2 separate regions of the Mus musculus genome follow, and region 2 is linked to region 1. Evidence: chromatin contacts called from public ChIA-PET data. All regions are on one chromosome and are shown on one strand. The core of a region is the stretch at or near the end of the contact, and the rest is flanking DNA. Distances in the headings are between cores, read along the strand shown.

Region 1 (7,820 bases), core at 1,944-4,443:
CATGCACCAACCACTTTCTGGCTTGAGTGTTTCACAGTTTAAATTTTTTCAGTTTTTAAAATTTTAAAAACCAATTAAAACTGGGAATGGTGGTGACACATACCTTTAACCCCAACACTCAGAAGGCAGAGACAGACTGATCTTTGTGAATTCGAGGCCAGACTGGTCTACAGAGAGGTTGAGGAAAGCCAGGGTTATATAGATACCCTTTCTCCAAAATACTAAAAATCAAAACAAAACAACAAACCCTCAAAACATAATTTACAAATTTAAAAACTGTACTACTCTTATAGGTGTGTATGTGCAAAAATACATAATATGTGGAGCAGGCATGTACACATACACATATATACACGTGGGAGTAGGCATGTATGCATGCGTGTGCGCGCACATACACACACACACACACACACACACACACACACAGAGACGTATATGTGGAACAGGCATGTGGATGCAATGGGTGTGAAAGTAGGAGGACAACTTGCAGAAGTCATTTCTGTCCTTCTGCCATACAGGCCCCAGGGATCAAATTCAGGTTGTCAGGTTCAGCGGCATGCACCTTTCCCTACTGGGGTGGCTCACCAGACTTAATTTGTAATAAAAATTAAAAGACAAAACCAAAAATAACCAGGCAGGTAGCACGCACCTATGACCCTAGTCCTTGGGTCACTGAGGACGGAGGATCGAGTTGGGCCATCCTGAGCTACATAGTGAAAGGCTGTCTACAAAGCCAAGGACTGTGGGCATAGCTCAGTGCTTGTCTGGGGACAGCACGAGCAAAGCCTTGGGTATGGTCCCCAGCACTGCAAGAAAAGGGAAAGTGTGTGTGGGGAGGGGGTGGAGAACAACATGGTGGGGAAATAAGAGCTTCTTACATTTAAAAAAATGTGTGAACGACCTAAAGGGCCATAAAGTGATATCCAAGGGGCAGAATAAATAAAGATCTGAGAGGAAAGAAATACAGAACATGTTTACTACCTATTCACCATGTGAATAGGCTGTCTAAGCTGTTAGTCCCTTAGTATTTTGGCCACAGCAGCAATAAACACAGACATTCGAGGATCTTTGTCTAGGATATAAAGTCCTTTGCTCAGTAGTAGCATGACTGGGTCGTATGGTAACTATCTACTTATTTTTTAAAAAAAAACAAGCTCATCTTGAAAATGAGGTATATACATTCAATGGTCTTATATCCAGCCATAAAAATTTAATTATAGCATTTGCATAAAATGGGCAGATCTAAAACATATAGTATATGCTTTCTCATATACAGAATCTAGCTTTCGATACTTTTATTTTATGTGTGTGTATGTATGTCTGTGTGTGTGTGTGTGTGTGTGTGTGTGTGTGTGTGTGTGTGTAGGTATGAGCCATAGAGCCAGAAAAAGAACCACAAGAGGAGAGGAGCGTTGTTGAGGAAAGAGGGGTATAGAACACAGAAGACACAAGGGTGGAAAAGACGTTATGACAGCAGAGACGTACCAGGGGCAGGGGTGTGGGAGAAGAGGGGGAAGACGGCAAATCATGGTTGGAAATGCTCTACCGGAACCCAAGACTCTGGATGCTTATTAACTCATTGGCAGGAAGAGGGGAAGGAGGAAGGGGAGACATGAAGAAGTGGGAGATTACGGGGGGGGGGGAGGGGGAGGGGGTGAAGTGTGTGACTCCCGTGACTTTCTGCTCTGTGCTCCTGCACCACTACTGCTATCCTGATGCATTTGCCTGAGCAGAGGGACCAGCCACACAGTCTCTCTCCCTCAGTCAGTTTCACACATAAGTGCCTCTGGGTGAGGCAGCCGACATCACTGCCAGACTCTGTAGTGCACCTGTCCCGGCCCCAGAGGATGAGGGAGCTGGGAAGGGAGGGCAAGGACCCTCTCATGGCTCCACACTTTTCCACATAGCCTTCTGGAAACGTCTGCTTCCCTTATAACCTCCAGACTAGGAAACTATTTTTCTGTCCCCAGAGAGGGCCCTGAATCCTGGATGAGTTTACACCCTTGTTCCTGGAACCAAGGTCCCTTACTGTTCTCACTTCCTCCTGAGGGGACCCCTGGGGTGTGCCACAGGCTCACCTGCACAAAGACAGGGAACACCAGGACTTTAGGGGCCAGGGTGACATAGGTGCCGTAACTGGAATGCGGGATGTGCGGTCTCAGGGCTGAGCAGTCTTGGTAGTTACTGTGGCCCTTCATGGTCTGCACTGTCTTCATGAGCCGAGACTTCTTGCCCAGGCCGGTGTACGATTTCCCTTTAGTAGTAGTCCCCGGTTCTGTGGAACAGAGGTTGGGGACAATGAGGTACTTTCATCGTCTCTTGAGGGATCCAGCCCCGCCCCGTAAGAACAAGGAACAATGTCCATTTAGTGAATCCCACTCCAACCAGGCTCAGCCTCGGCCTTGAGGATTCCTGAGTGGGAAGAAAAAGAGCAACTCCAGGGCCAGGATAGAGCCATCAGCCCACAACTGTGACAGGGAGTGTTGCCCTGCCACCCCACCCCTCCCAGTGACCCAGACACCAAAACAAAGCTATCCACTTATCAGCCTTGGGCGTTTGAAAATCAAGAAATTGTCTAGGCATGTTGGCACACGCCAAGAATCTCAGAATTCAGAAACCCGAAATCGAAGAACTTGAAGCCTGAGCAGCCCGGGCTGCACAACAAGATCCCATCTCAAAACAACAGCAGCAACAAAATCACAATGCAACAGAAACTCCCGTCTAAACACTCAGGGCTGACCTCACAGCATCTGCCGTCCCACATGGAACGTGAATTGGAGCAGAGGTAGCTTTGCAAGAGACAGGACAGGGCACACACGCTCATCCTGTTACCACCCCACCTCGGAACGCCTGCTCATCACCAGCCAGGCACAAAAGTCTGTTCCCTGCGATAATGGAGACAACATGCTTTGCCCGTGTGCTCCAGGGTCCACACTTCCACTAGCCAAGGTTAGCAGGAGCTACCTGGCCACCACCATCAATTTGTATAGACTAACACACGGCACTTGCTGTGTGTGTTCTGAATGAAAAGGTAGGAGCGAGCCTGAGCGATGAGGTTCACACACTCCTGATCTCCTTCCTAGGGTTCCCGCTGCCAGGGGAAACCAGCCAGACTCTCCCTGACTAAGGAGCCCAGCCTGTGTCTCAGAGCCCAGGCGTCCTCTAGCTTTCTGCAGACAGTGAGCAGGTGACCTGAACCAACTCCGTCTTGGGGAAGCTCCCCACCAACGCAAAGGCCACTGAGAAGAGGAAACAGCCCAGAAGGTTTTCACACTTGCTCCCTCTCCCTCCCCCTCCATGCTCCTTCTCACTGAGAGGTGAGAAAAACAAATCAACTCTCCCCCACCCCCACAAGTGACCAGATCGCAGCCTGGCCACAGCACTCAAACCACTTCCTGACTCTTCAAGGGTGGCTGAGACAATACAAAGAACAGGGACCCAGATGGGGACAGGAGGCACAGATGCAGGAGAAGTGTCCCATAGCTTTCTTTCTGGCCTGGCCCTGGGGGTTGACAGGTTGGTTGTCTGTGCAGTAGCCTGTTCTTCCACTGGTAAAAATACAACCTATGTTTCAAGACCTACCCTAGACTTGAGTTGGACAAGACACCTTGAATGTGAGCCATGTCCTCCTCACTCAAAAGCTGACTGTGCAGCCCGGAATGCTGAGCAACTGTGCACGGAGCAGGCTCCTTCCCTATTTGAGACAGTTCTCTCTGTCCAGCTGAGTCAGTGCGGAACTAACAAAAAGGCCCCATGAGAAACGGGGGTTGGAGGCCAGGCTGGTGTGTGATTGCAGGATGGATTGATTACCTCCAACACGAAGCCAGCCATTGGCGGTAGCATGGCAGAGAAGGCCTGGAAGCACGCCGTAAGTTAGGTCACAGAACAGTCTGGAAACAGACAGGCTAGCCGGACAAAGCACAGCCTGGATCAGGGAAGGTAAAACCATGCAGGGCTGACAAGCAGGGGCTGAGGTCATCCAGACCAAAATGAGGGAAGGATGCAATCCACAGTGGAAAAATCCAGGTGTGGGGGCTCTAAGTCTCAGACTTACAAGAGATTTCTTCCCTAGGCCCGGCTGCCCAGCACTGTCAAAGAATCTTCACCCTAGATCTCAAGAGTCACAAAGCAGCCACCTGACCCGTCTCTCTGCTTCCAGAGAGGAGAGAACTGCTTAGCCCCATTTTCCAGCAAACAGAGGTATAGCGTTCTTGTATGAATGGACCAAGGTCATTCAGCTAGTAGAGGACACAAGCCAGGACCTGCCCAATCTAGGTGGTAGCCACTCCCTAAAGGAGCACTGACAAGCCACTCTGAGGATATGGGGCAAGGGGTGTGGTTCTCCGGAGCTGAATTTTCTTTTTCCAAGTTATTCTTTTTTTTTTTTTTTTTTTTTTTTTTTTAGAACAATCCAGATTGCAGGCCGGCTGCTGAGCCCCACGAAGGCAAACTTCCACCTGTCACCTCTTGTGAGGATGTCTGGCCTAAACCTGTATCAGCTCCATTTCTTCTAGCGCCTGTTTCACTGACCAAACATAGTAATTATATGGCTTTGCTCTGAGCTTCTGAGGCGAGCCCTGGCAGCCCTCTGGCTCTGGCTCTGGCGGTGGTAAACTTTCAAAGAACAGCGGCCTTGGGGCATACGCCAACTACAGCCGGACAGGCACTCTAGGCTCTGGAAAGGCCTCAGACCCTGTTCAACGCAAGATGGCTAAGCTGTCCCTGTTCCTGATATTCAAAGCAGGGTGGCTGAGCTCTCCATCCTGAAAGGCCACCATCCTTGCAGGCCAGAGGAATCAGAGGCCATCACCCTGGTGACTGCCCTAACCTCTGGGTAACCCCAGGTGTGTGAGGGGAAACCACATGCCCGGAATTCTTCACTCCTTCCTCTGAACTCACGACTTGGGGCTGCAAAGAATTAATCCATGAGAAAGATATCCTCTGATACTAAGAGGATCACTGTGCTGAAATATGAGTGAAGTCGAGATCGTGACACAGGGTGGCTCAGTTGGTAAAGTGCTTGCTGCACTAGCCATGTGGCCCTGAGTCTACTCCCCAACACCCAGGGAAAAAGCTAGGCATGGTGGCATGTGCTTGTGACCCCAACACTGCAGAGGCCGAGACCTGTGGATCCCTAGGGCTCACTGGCTGGCCAGGGTAGCTGAATCAGCAAGTCTCAGGCCCCAGTGAGACTCAGTAAAATAGGGTGGATGGCTCCTGGGTTTGACCTTTTGCCTCCATGTGCATACACACTCACACACATACAAACATGTGCATGTGTGTGGATACACACCATGTTAGATCTGGACAGAGGGAACTCAGAACACTCCCACTGTTATTAACACCGCCATCTCTTCCTGACTTGTTCTTTCCTCCGAGGCTTGGGTGACCATGCCCTTCTTGGCACTGTATTTTCAGAGAGGAGTCAAAACACAGACATGGCTTGGGACCAACCATACAGGCAACTCTGGAGCTTCGTGGGAAAGGATTGAAGAGCTCCCAGACCGAATGCATATGCCCAAGTAGGTGACACATCTTCCAGGGTCCCTTCCTCAGTGGCTTGGCTTCAAAACTATACCAACAACCAGAGTCCTTCTCCTCAGCCGTTCTGCCCAAGTTCCACCAAGTTTCTGTTGCCTCACAGGCCCTGGGTCTGAGGTTGAGCCTACAGAAATATGCTGAGCTCGGCCCGGCCCCCTAATAAAATCACCATTTAGCAGTGACATATTTACTTTGCCCTAATGTGCCCACTAAAAGCTTTTAGACACTTACTGTTGAATCACTATCAGACTCCTCCCTGGGAGGAACACAGCTTCATTTCCGGCAGGCTGGGCCCAAGTGCTCACAGGCCCCAGCAGGGAGAGGAAGGAGGTGCCTTCCATCAGAAATTCTGAGCCTGATAGGAGCCCTCTCTTCCCTAAGGCCCAAGTGCCCACTTTAAGAATCATCATCGTATCACTAATGGAGGGGGGAAGAGCACAGAAATAAATCTGAGATGAGATGGGAAGGGCCACTCTCAAGGAAGAAGGCCAAGGGTGTTGTCTACAGGCACAGAAAGGTTCAGTCACACTCCAGGTAGGCCTCACAGGCCACATGGCAAGGCTGGCTTCAACCTTCTAGACCAGCTGGACTTTGGGGTCAGAGCTCTGTGGCAGGTGTGTGAGGGCCTAAGGGTCTGTCCCACCAACTCTTGCACAGAGTCTCATATCCCAGGGTTCCTGGAGGAGTGATTGCTTTCTGCCAGCTCCCACTTCTGGCCCCAGAATGTGCAGGCCAAAGGAGAAGAATGGTTTAATCAGCAGGGACAGCTACAAAAAGCTTAGAGGCAGCTCTCCTGCACCATCTTTCTGCATGCAGGCAACAGCATACAACCGTATTCCCCTAGAACCCTCCAGATGAGCTCCCGAGCACTGATCAGGAACAACTGATCCTGTTTTGAAAGGAGGAGGCAGTGATCTGCTCGAGTCCCACAGTGAAGATTTGGACCCAAGACCCCAAAGCCCAACGTTCCAGGAGTGCTCTCCCTGCGGCTTCAAGCATTGGTGTCCACGGGCCCCTAACAGATACGGTTGCTCAGCAACACTGGCTAACAGCCAAGATAAATGCCAAGCACCTGTCTCTTAGGTGGTTCTTGCAGATTCCCCTCTCCACCAACTTAATTCTGACTTTAAGGAAATTTAAGGAAAAAAACACTCATGGGGGGAGGCGATACCAGGAGGATCAGGGGGTGGGATCTGTTTCGAGATGCTGGGTAACCCCAGCTCCATCAGAAGGGCCTCTAAACTCAGAACGGGAAGTTGGGCCAGACCTCAGCTGACCTCAACTATCTCTCCAGGCTGAGAGGGCTTAGCATCTCGGACAGCTCACCTTCAGGGATTGTATCCTCCTGGTACACAGGCCGCAGCAACTGCAAAGACAAGAAACCTAGCTCAGTCCCAAGAATGGAACAGAGCAGCCCAGCAGGGGGCTGCACACAGGTCTGACGACAGGAAGTATAATGTTTCAGGGTATGAGAGAAGCATAGCAGTTCTCTTAAGGGGAAGGGGTGGAAGAGAAGCTCTTCATGCTCCATGAAGTGGTGGCACCCCGAGAGACCACAGCTTCCTTCATGGCCGCTTGTTCCAAAGTGTGCTCCATGGACTTTGAGAATGATAGGACCCTAACAGCCATACCACAGATGTCTCACAATCCAATCTTCCCGTTTTTTTTGGTTTTGTTTTTTGTTTTTTGTTTTTTGTTTTTTGTTTTTTGACATCCTAACCTACCACAGGAACCCAATACCCTTCCACACTCAGCTGTCCATACCTGGCTTCCAGGATTCAGTGGGGCCAGGATGATGTAGTTGGGGTCAGTAGGGGTGGTGGTCCGGGACAGTGCAGGCAGGGTGTGCTGGCCACTGCGCTTGCCCACCTCAGTGTAGCGCTCCCAGCCACCAAGCAGTAGACCATCAGAGCTGTCACACACCAGGTGGCAGCTGTGGCGCTGCTCAGGACGAACTGGGGCCCCATGAGTACAGTTCTTCTCCCTCTTGTTAGGGGGTGACAGGAGGTCATGTGTGGACTTGCAGGAGGCCCGCCGCAAGACTCCGCCATCTGGCCCCGGCTTGATCTGGGGGACCACACGCCACACGAGCAGGATGATCTCGCTAGGACAGCTCCTAGAAATTCCACAGAGGAGTTCAGACTTGGGGAGATCAGAACCAGTCAGGGTAGGAAGCTCGCAGGGCAGAGAGCAAGCAGAAAGAGGCCAGGCAGGAGCAAGCGAAATGTGATCTCCATGAAGCGGATCCAAAACGGACCGTTGGGGTGCTAGCCCACAAA
Region 2 (7,820 bases), core at 2,501-5,000, 180 kb before region 1:
TGCTAAGAATAGATTTTAAGCATTCCTTCCACAAATAAATGCTAAAGAGGTGGGGTAAGATATTCACAGATTTGATTCGGGCATTCCAGCATGTATGCATATTTCAAAATAGCATGTTGTATACCACAAGTATATATAATTTTTGTCAATTCAAAAATAAATAATTGATCCTTTTCACATGAGAATGGAAATTGTTCTGATTCTCTAACTATAACTCTTGGTTTCGTGTTGAAAAGAAACAGCAAGAGGAAGCATTCTGAGCATGTTCCTGACCACAGGGAAGCCCCTTGCTGTTCTATGGGATTATGGTTTTTCTGTTGTTGCTTTTATAAGTGCCCTTTATAAGGTTGAGAACATTCCCTCTACCCATTGGCTGGCTGTATTTATGGCAAGCACCTTGCTTCTGCTCATTTAGTCTGCAGCGCTGATGGAGGACCTGCTGCAAATGCCAAGTGAGGCATGCTCTTAGACAAAGGACAGCTCTCTATTTTCTTCTAGATCAGAGTGACGTGGAGGACCTGGGCACTGTCCCAGATTCCTTTCTATTTCTATCATAAAACATGTACCACACGCAGCTTAGGAAACATAAGGGTTTACATCTCCAGATCACAGTTTATCCTTGAAGGAAGTCGAGGCAGGTACTTGAAAGAGAAGCCATGGAGGAGTGCTGCTTGCTGCTGTACTCTCTGCCTTGCTCACAGACTCATGCTTACTTAGTCAGCTTTCTTTATTTCTTAATCTTTCTTTCTTTCTTTCTTTCTTTCTTTCTTTTTTTCTTTCTCCCTTTCTTGTTTTTGTTTTTGTTTTTGTTTTTTTGTTCGTTGTTTTGGTTTTAGGGGTTTTTTTTGAGACAGGGTTTCTCTGTGTAGCTCCGGCTGGTCTGGAACTCATTTTGTAGACCAGGCTGGCCTCGAACTCAGAAATCCGCCTGCCTCCACCTCCCGAGTTGCTGGGATTAAAGACGCGCGCTACCACGCCCGGCTTTAGTCAGCTTTCTTATACTGCCCAGAACCACCTTTCTAGGGAATGCTGCTACCCACAGTGGGCTGGCTGGGCTCTCCTACATCAATGATTAATTAAGATAATTCCCCATAGTCACGCCCCAGATCAATCTACTCTAGGCAATTCCTCAATTGAATTTATTCTCTCATATAATTCTAGGCTGTGTCGCTAACAATTAAAGCTAACTAGGACAGGCACCTATGCAGACCTTCACGACATCAAATGGTGAATGGCTTAGTGAGAAAGAATAAAAGAACCTCTTCTTCCGTGGGGGGGGGGGGGGGAGATATCTTGGTTCGGGTGTCCTGAGAGCAGGAGGCAAGGGCTCAGAGCAGGAAATCTATTTGGAGTCAGTCTGTGCTCAGGCGGACTCTGAGAGCGCCTCCTGCTGGGCATCAGGGGTGGGTGCTGAGCGTTGTTGCACCGCAGCTTCTGAATTGAAACAACCCCTCCTGGAGGGAATACAGAAGACACATGGGACTCCAGAAATAAACGTCACAAATCCCTTCCTCACAGTTACCAAAACAGTAATTACTACTGAGGAGAGGGGATTCTCCAAACTGGCATGCAGGGTACTCCTGGGGAGCAGCTATTGCAAGTTGCGGCCCACATACTCCACTCTGGTGATGCATCTGCCTTTGAGTAGCCCTGTAAGGAACCTACTGAACTCGCTGGCTTGCCAAGTCGAACTTAGGTAGGCTTGTTCCTTTGGCCCGTTGTCAGTGCCTCATCTAGGGTGAATTGCTCACATTGATAGTGGCTAGTGGGTGGGTTCTTTTTCTTTGCCCATTAGATTTTTTTTTTCCATTTTTTATTAGGTATTTAGCTCATTTACATTTCCAATGCTATACCAAAAGTCCCCCTTACCCACCCACCCCCACTCCCCTACCCACCCACTCCCCCCCTTTGGCCCTGGCGTTCCCCTGTACCGGGGCACACAAAGTCTGCGTGTCCAATTGCCCATTAGATTTTTAAAAACAGAAATGGTGAGATATAAAATGAATGTGCTCATTGGCAAGTGTTACCGGTTTCTCGGGTGGAGAAGGGCCTCAGATTTGGGGGAGCAATCACTCGAAGGGGTTTAGGTGCCTTACCACGTGGTCCCTCTCCCTCCTTTTGTGTACTGGTTTAATGGTGTCTCTGTGTCCCTTCTATAGCAGGGGCTGAGTCTCTGGCTCTGTAATTGTTGATTGACTGCCATGAGAGCAGACTCCCCAACTTCTCCGGCTCTCTGGGGTATGACAGAGAGACTTGTTGCATGGGAGGGAAAAAGAGCTGCATTTCAGAGAAATAAAAACTTACTACTAAAGAAAAAAAGCCCCAGTGAAATTGAAACTGTCTATTGTTGGGGGTAAAAAGCCATCTTAAAAAAAAAAAAAAAAAAAAAAAAAACTCAAACTGAGGATATTATGTCCCCTTCTGCTATCTCAGGGCCCATACCCTCAATGTCACCTTAGGAAAAGCCACACAACAAGCATTCTTGCTGTGTTATGGCGACACTGGTCCCACTGGGTTAGTGTTCCACCCTCCAAGGTGTCATCTCCATGAGCTCTGGAAGGCTTATTTTCCCATGGTCCTGTCACAGGTGAGAGATTGAGTAGAGCTTCAGAGAGGCACACAATCAGGAATACTGCCGGGCTTTGGTCCTGCTGCCCAGTTGGTCCTGCTGCCCTGGGGACAGAAGGAAACCAGAAAAGGATCTTAAGTCTGAAAGTAGCAACAATAACAGACAAGAGGGTGGTTAGGGCCAAAGCACAGACTCTGCTGGGAGGAAGTACAGTTCAGGCCCACACAGTGGGTTCTTATCACAGGGAGACAGGAAACCAGGGCAGGAAGAGGCTTTGAAGGCAGCACCATGGACTCAGTGTAAGCCACAAATGAATCGAGAGGCCAGGGACACTTTCTGACTGAACTCTTGGGTTCTTTGTGGTATCACTAATGGGGGCAGAGAATCCAAAAGGAGAAGATGACTTTGATGAGGTCAGTCTGGTCATGTGGAGGAGGAGGAATGTCCTACGGAAGAGAAGTTCCCAACATGGCTCCACCAGTGTTGATCAAGTATGCCTTCCCTGAACACCACAGAAGGTCCTCAAACAGTGCTTGTTGATGAGTGACTGTTGGCCCACACAGATATCTTGCCGTGGTGACTAATGTTTGGTGTCCCCTTGCCTGGATTTGGGCTAGAAAAATGGCAAAGCGTGATTGGTGTGTGTATCCAAGAGGCTGCTGAACAAATGGACACAAGAGTCGATGGGACGGATGGATTTCGTGGTCTATTTTGACTTTGTTAACTTAATTGAAAAATGAAAGCCTAGGGCATCAGTGAGGATGGGTGTATACCAAGGGTGTATCTGTGAGGGCATTTCCAGAGACAGTTCACCTAAGAGAGAAGATTCCTTCTGTTTATGGGGCAGATCCACCCCATGGCTGGTGTTCCAAACAGAATAAAAGAGAGAGAAGAGAGAAAGTGAAATGCCAGGTTCACATTCTGTTTCCTGGCTCACTGAGACGTGAGCAAACAGACACTTCACTACTGCCTTCCAGAGGGGAGTGGACCTTGCAGGTAACCTCAGATGACAGGGCCAGTCAGTCACTCTGTCAGTGGGAGTACACAGAGCTCCCCGACCTTTTGGTTTCCTGTCTGATTGCTCAGGAGTAAGCCTTTGAGGACAGCGTCTTCCAGGGAGGTAGGCAGAGCTTGCAGCTGCTTGTGAAGTGGGTCAGTGTGTCAGAAGCCAAAGCCCGGGAAGGAACCAGGCAGGAAGAAGCATTCTGCCGGTTCCCAGAGCTGAGGAGCCAGCAGCAGGCAGTGCTATGCGTAGCTGCCTGCCGGGGAAGTCTGCAGCTGCTGGCTTGCTGTCCCTGTGGTGTCATGGTGCTGTGTCCTCAGGCCCCTGGAGCTGTCTGTTATGTCCTCTCTCATCTGCCAGCAACATTCTCCCCAGTGCCCCACCTCTGAATTAAGGAGCTGCTCCTTCCTCCTTACTGGCACTTTTCCTAAGTGCCACCTCCAGCTGGAAGACATTCCTGCATCTTCTGGCCCCTCCCAAGCTCGCCCCACTGAGAACCTGCCATCCCTGTCACAGGCAGACAGCAGAGCCTCCACACCTAGACTCCAGAGTCTGCTAGATTAGGTTCTATGTCTGATCTTAAACCCGGACAAGTTGCTGAGCCTCTGTGCCTCAGTTTCCTTACATGTTTGTTAGCTAGTGTTTATTACAGTGAATCAATCCCTGTGAAGTGTTGTATCAGAGACTGACAGCTGCAAGAACCTGAGTCCACATTTCCTGGACCTCCTTCTGGAATGTCTTCTTGATTCTTCAGAGGCAATTCTGTGCACTGCAGATGTGTGTGCACTGCAGATGTGTGTGCACTGCAGATGTGTGTGCACTGCAGATGATGTGTGTGCATGGGGCTGGAGAGATGCCTCAGCACTTAGGAGCACTGACTGCTCTTCCAAAGGTCCTGAGTTCAATTCCCAGCAACCACATGGTGGCTCACAACCATCTGTAACGGGATCCAATGCCCCCTTCTGTGTGTCTGAAGATAGCAACTCGTCATATATACTAAATAAATATATAAATAAACAAACAAACAAATAAATAAATAAATAAAATCTTTTTTTAAATGTGTGTGCACTGCAAATGCCTGTGTTCTGCAAATATGTGTGCACTCAGATATATGAGGACCCCAGTGAGGAAAGCTAATGGAATGGGACTGGCCCTTCTAGTGGCTACTTCCCTGTTATCTTTTGTATTGTTTCTGATGAAGGTCACTTGACAAACAGTTGATAGAGTATGTGGTATCTTTGCAGAGTCAATACAGACACACACACACACACACACACACACACACACACACTGTTATTCTGTTTCTCTGGAGGACTGCAACCCATCCTCCCAGAACCCCAACTACTATGGTTTGAGTGAGTCCCCAACACTTGAGGAGCCCGAAGCTTGGTCCTCATCGTGGGCATGTTGAGAAGTGATGGGATGTAAGGGAAAGTGGGGATATTCAGTGGGAACATTGTCTTGGGGGGGGGGGGGAATTAATGTTACAACAAGACCCTGGCTCATTCCATGAGGATTAACATGACTGTCATCTTGGCAGGATCGAGGCTTTGCAGGATTCTCTAGATTAGGTTAACTGAAGAAGGAAGGCCTTCCCTGAGCATGGCCGCACCGTTCTTTGGGTTGGGGTCCCAGATTGAATACAAAGGAAAAAGTGAGCTAAGCGCCAGGATTCCTGGCTCTCGGCTTCCCCAGTCCCCCCATATTCCTACCACTATGGCTTCCCTGCTATGATGGGCTGTGCCCTCCAAGTGAGCTGAGATAAACACTTTCTTCACTAAGTCATTTTTGTTGGGAATTCTGTCACTGCCACAAGTAACCAATACAGTCCCCAAGAGAGCCTGTGTCATAGAAAGACACCAACTGCTCAGTTTTGTCTGCTTCGTCTCACTGTGTTGTTGCATCTGAGCATCTACACCTGCTACTGCTGTCAACTTAGGACCTCACCAGAGAACGGAACAGATGAGGTTACTAGATCTTGGAACTTCATCCTGCAAATTAGGCCTGTTTTCATTATAAAGTATCCAGCCTTTGGTGTTTTGTTATAATGCCAGAACCTAGACTAATATGCCAAACCAAAATCTGAAACTCTCCATGGCAAGATCTCCCCAGAGAGTGGGTGCAGGGACTTCCATTATCTCTTCCATGTGGCAGAGATGTCCACTCACAGATTCTATCTTCACAATCTCCTCTTTCAGGAAGACTGAAATGTGGGAACAGAAAAAGAACCAAGACTCTTAACTCAGACACCCCTTCTCTTAGAAAAGCTTTGAAGTAAGATGGAACCCCAAAATCTCTTCCCTCTTTGGTTTCCTTTCAAGTGCAGTATTTTGAGATGAATTATTGCTAAATAAAAGTGGTATATGACAAACTACTACTTCTCTCCTGATAAGTATGGCAGACAATGGTCACACACCTAGCTGGCATCTGAGTGTTGGGTTTGGGTGTCTGCATAGTTTCCTGACGCAGATGTAGAAAAAGACAGTTGGAGACGTAAGCCACGGTTACCATCCAGAATGTCTGTTTGTGTTTACAGAGAACTCAAACTGAGGAAGGAACTGTCACTGTCAACGCAAAGAGTGTACAAGGGAGGCCCTCACCCCTATGTTCTGGCATCTCAGCAGAAGCGGCACTCGGGGCACTATCTGGTGCTTCTTCCAGGGTGTAGCTGAGGAGCCCACTGTATGGAGAGTCTCACAACTAGAACTCCAGGAAGAAAGCTCAGTTTGAGAGACTGGAACTGCACAGGAACTTAGGAGTGTCTGACAGACAGACATCTCAGAGAAACACACGCTGAGATCTCAGGCCTAGCCAAGCAGAAGAGGCCACAGGTGACTTGGGAGGCCAGCAATGGCCAAGATGGCACGCAGAACCAGAGAAAATCAGAGCCTTGGTCAGATGACGTCATCTCTGCTAGAGGCCCTGGTACAACTTGGTGAGAGTTTGAAGCCGGGTTTGACAAGTGGCGCTCCCGGCAGACATTGTCACTGTGTGGCTATTTAGCTCATTTGTAATTTGCCAGGAGGGAACACAATGACAGGAAGGAGTTGAGGCTGCCTGGGTATCATTGAGGCTGATTTTTGTCACAAGAACAAGAGACATATTTTAGGGCTCTGTGATAATTAGAGATTTTGATAAAATTGCCCATTTTAATGAAGACGTTTCTTATGAGCTAAACGGATTCTTTGCTGTACAAATCCCGCACATACAAATCCCTCCTTCCTCATTTTGATTCCATATTCTTTTTTCCCTGGACTGAATTTGCCAGAGGTTGGTATATTCACTACTCTCTCTTAGTTAGGATTTCAAATGCTGTGACGAGACACCATGACCAAGGCAACTCTGACAAAGAAAAACATTTAATTGGGGCTGGCTTACAGGTTCAGAGGTTCAGTTCATTATCGTCATGGTGGGAAGCATGGCAGCATGCAGGCAGACTTAGTGCTGGAAGAGCCAAAAGCTCTACATCTTGATCCAAAAAAGACAGGAGGAGACTCTCTTCTGCAGACAGCCAGGAGGAGGTTCTCTTCTGCCCTGGGTGGAGCTTAAGCATAGGACTTCAAAGCCCACCCCCACAGTGACACATTTTCTCCAGCAAGGCCACACCTCCCAATAGTGCCTCTTCCCATGGGCCAAGCATATTCAAACCACCACATTATCCCTCTGAAGAGCAGGACCTTGGTCTTATCTGTCAGTTCCATTGGGTGATGTTGGCTTCTTTGGTTTTGCTGAGGTGGTGGTGGTGGTCGTCATCTCTAATGTATTCGTGTCGGCTTTGTCTGTAGTGTAACAACCTTCTTCCCTTTCCCCTTGGGTTGCTTTTGCTCCTTTTCTATACTTGCTAAAGTTGCCTACTTCTCTCTTTTCCATGATAAATAACATCATCTAAAGTTGTGACCATCGCTGTGAATACGATTATGTCTGTGTCCCAAAATTCACACCACTTAGTTTTCTATTTAATTAAAATATATTTACATCATTTCCTCCTCCCTCCACTCTCTCCTATCGTTCACCTCCAAATTCATGCCCTCTTTTCCTTTAGTTATTATTGTTATGTAAATATATAAGAAAATAAATATATTTTAAAAGACAAGGAGATGTTTTAGAAGGAAGGGAATAAATTTTTTTAATTCTATCATTAATTGTATTATGATTCTATCATTAAAAGTCTGCATCTTAACAAGTACTTGGGGATTATTACAACATCCTGACCTATGCTGATCTAACTTGACTGTTTTCATCAATGGG

Evidence for each region. ChIA-PET counts read pairs in DNA pulled down with a chosen protein or histone mark.
Region 2: an RNA polymerase II ChIA-PET map of memory CD8 T cells shows a contact between it and region 1, with 66 read pairs. The contact joins two enhancer-like sites. A contact is called at or near these places in 1 of 115 datasets of contacts at active chromatin or transcription factors (memory CD8 T cells) and 1 of 9 other capture datasets (adipose tissue).

The regions. Positions count from the first base shown.
Region 1 is chr4:62,625,579-62,633,398 of GRCm38.p6, reverse strand. Rgs3 (regulator of G-protein signaling 3) reads right to left here. Exons shown (of 16, transcript NM_134257.3): 4 at 7,306-7,657; 5 at 6,868-6,907; 6 at 2,079-2,275. Among named protein-coding and RNA genes, the nearest start is that of Rgs3, 9.8 kb to the right of the region's middle. Within about 2 kb of position 3,193, at least 128 of the 459 cell types and tissues checked have an H3K27ac peak or open chromatin away from gene starts, as enhancers often do. A contact at or near this core is called in memory CD8 T cells, where this site is marked.
Region 2 is chr4:62,801,936-62,809,755 of GRCm38.p6, reverse strand. No RefSeq gene overlaps it. Among named protein-coding and RNA genes, the nearest start is that of Gm24117, 6.6 kb to the left of the region's middle. Within about 2 kb of position 3,750, at least 76 of the 459 cell types and tissues checked have an H3K27ac peak or open chromatin away from gene starts, as enhancers often do. A contact at or near this core is called in memory CD8 T cells, where this site is marked.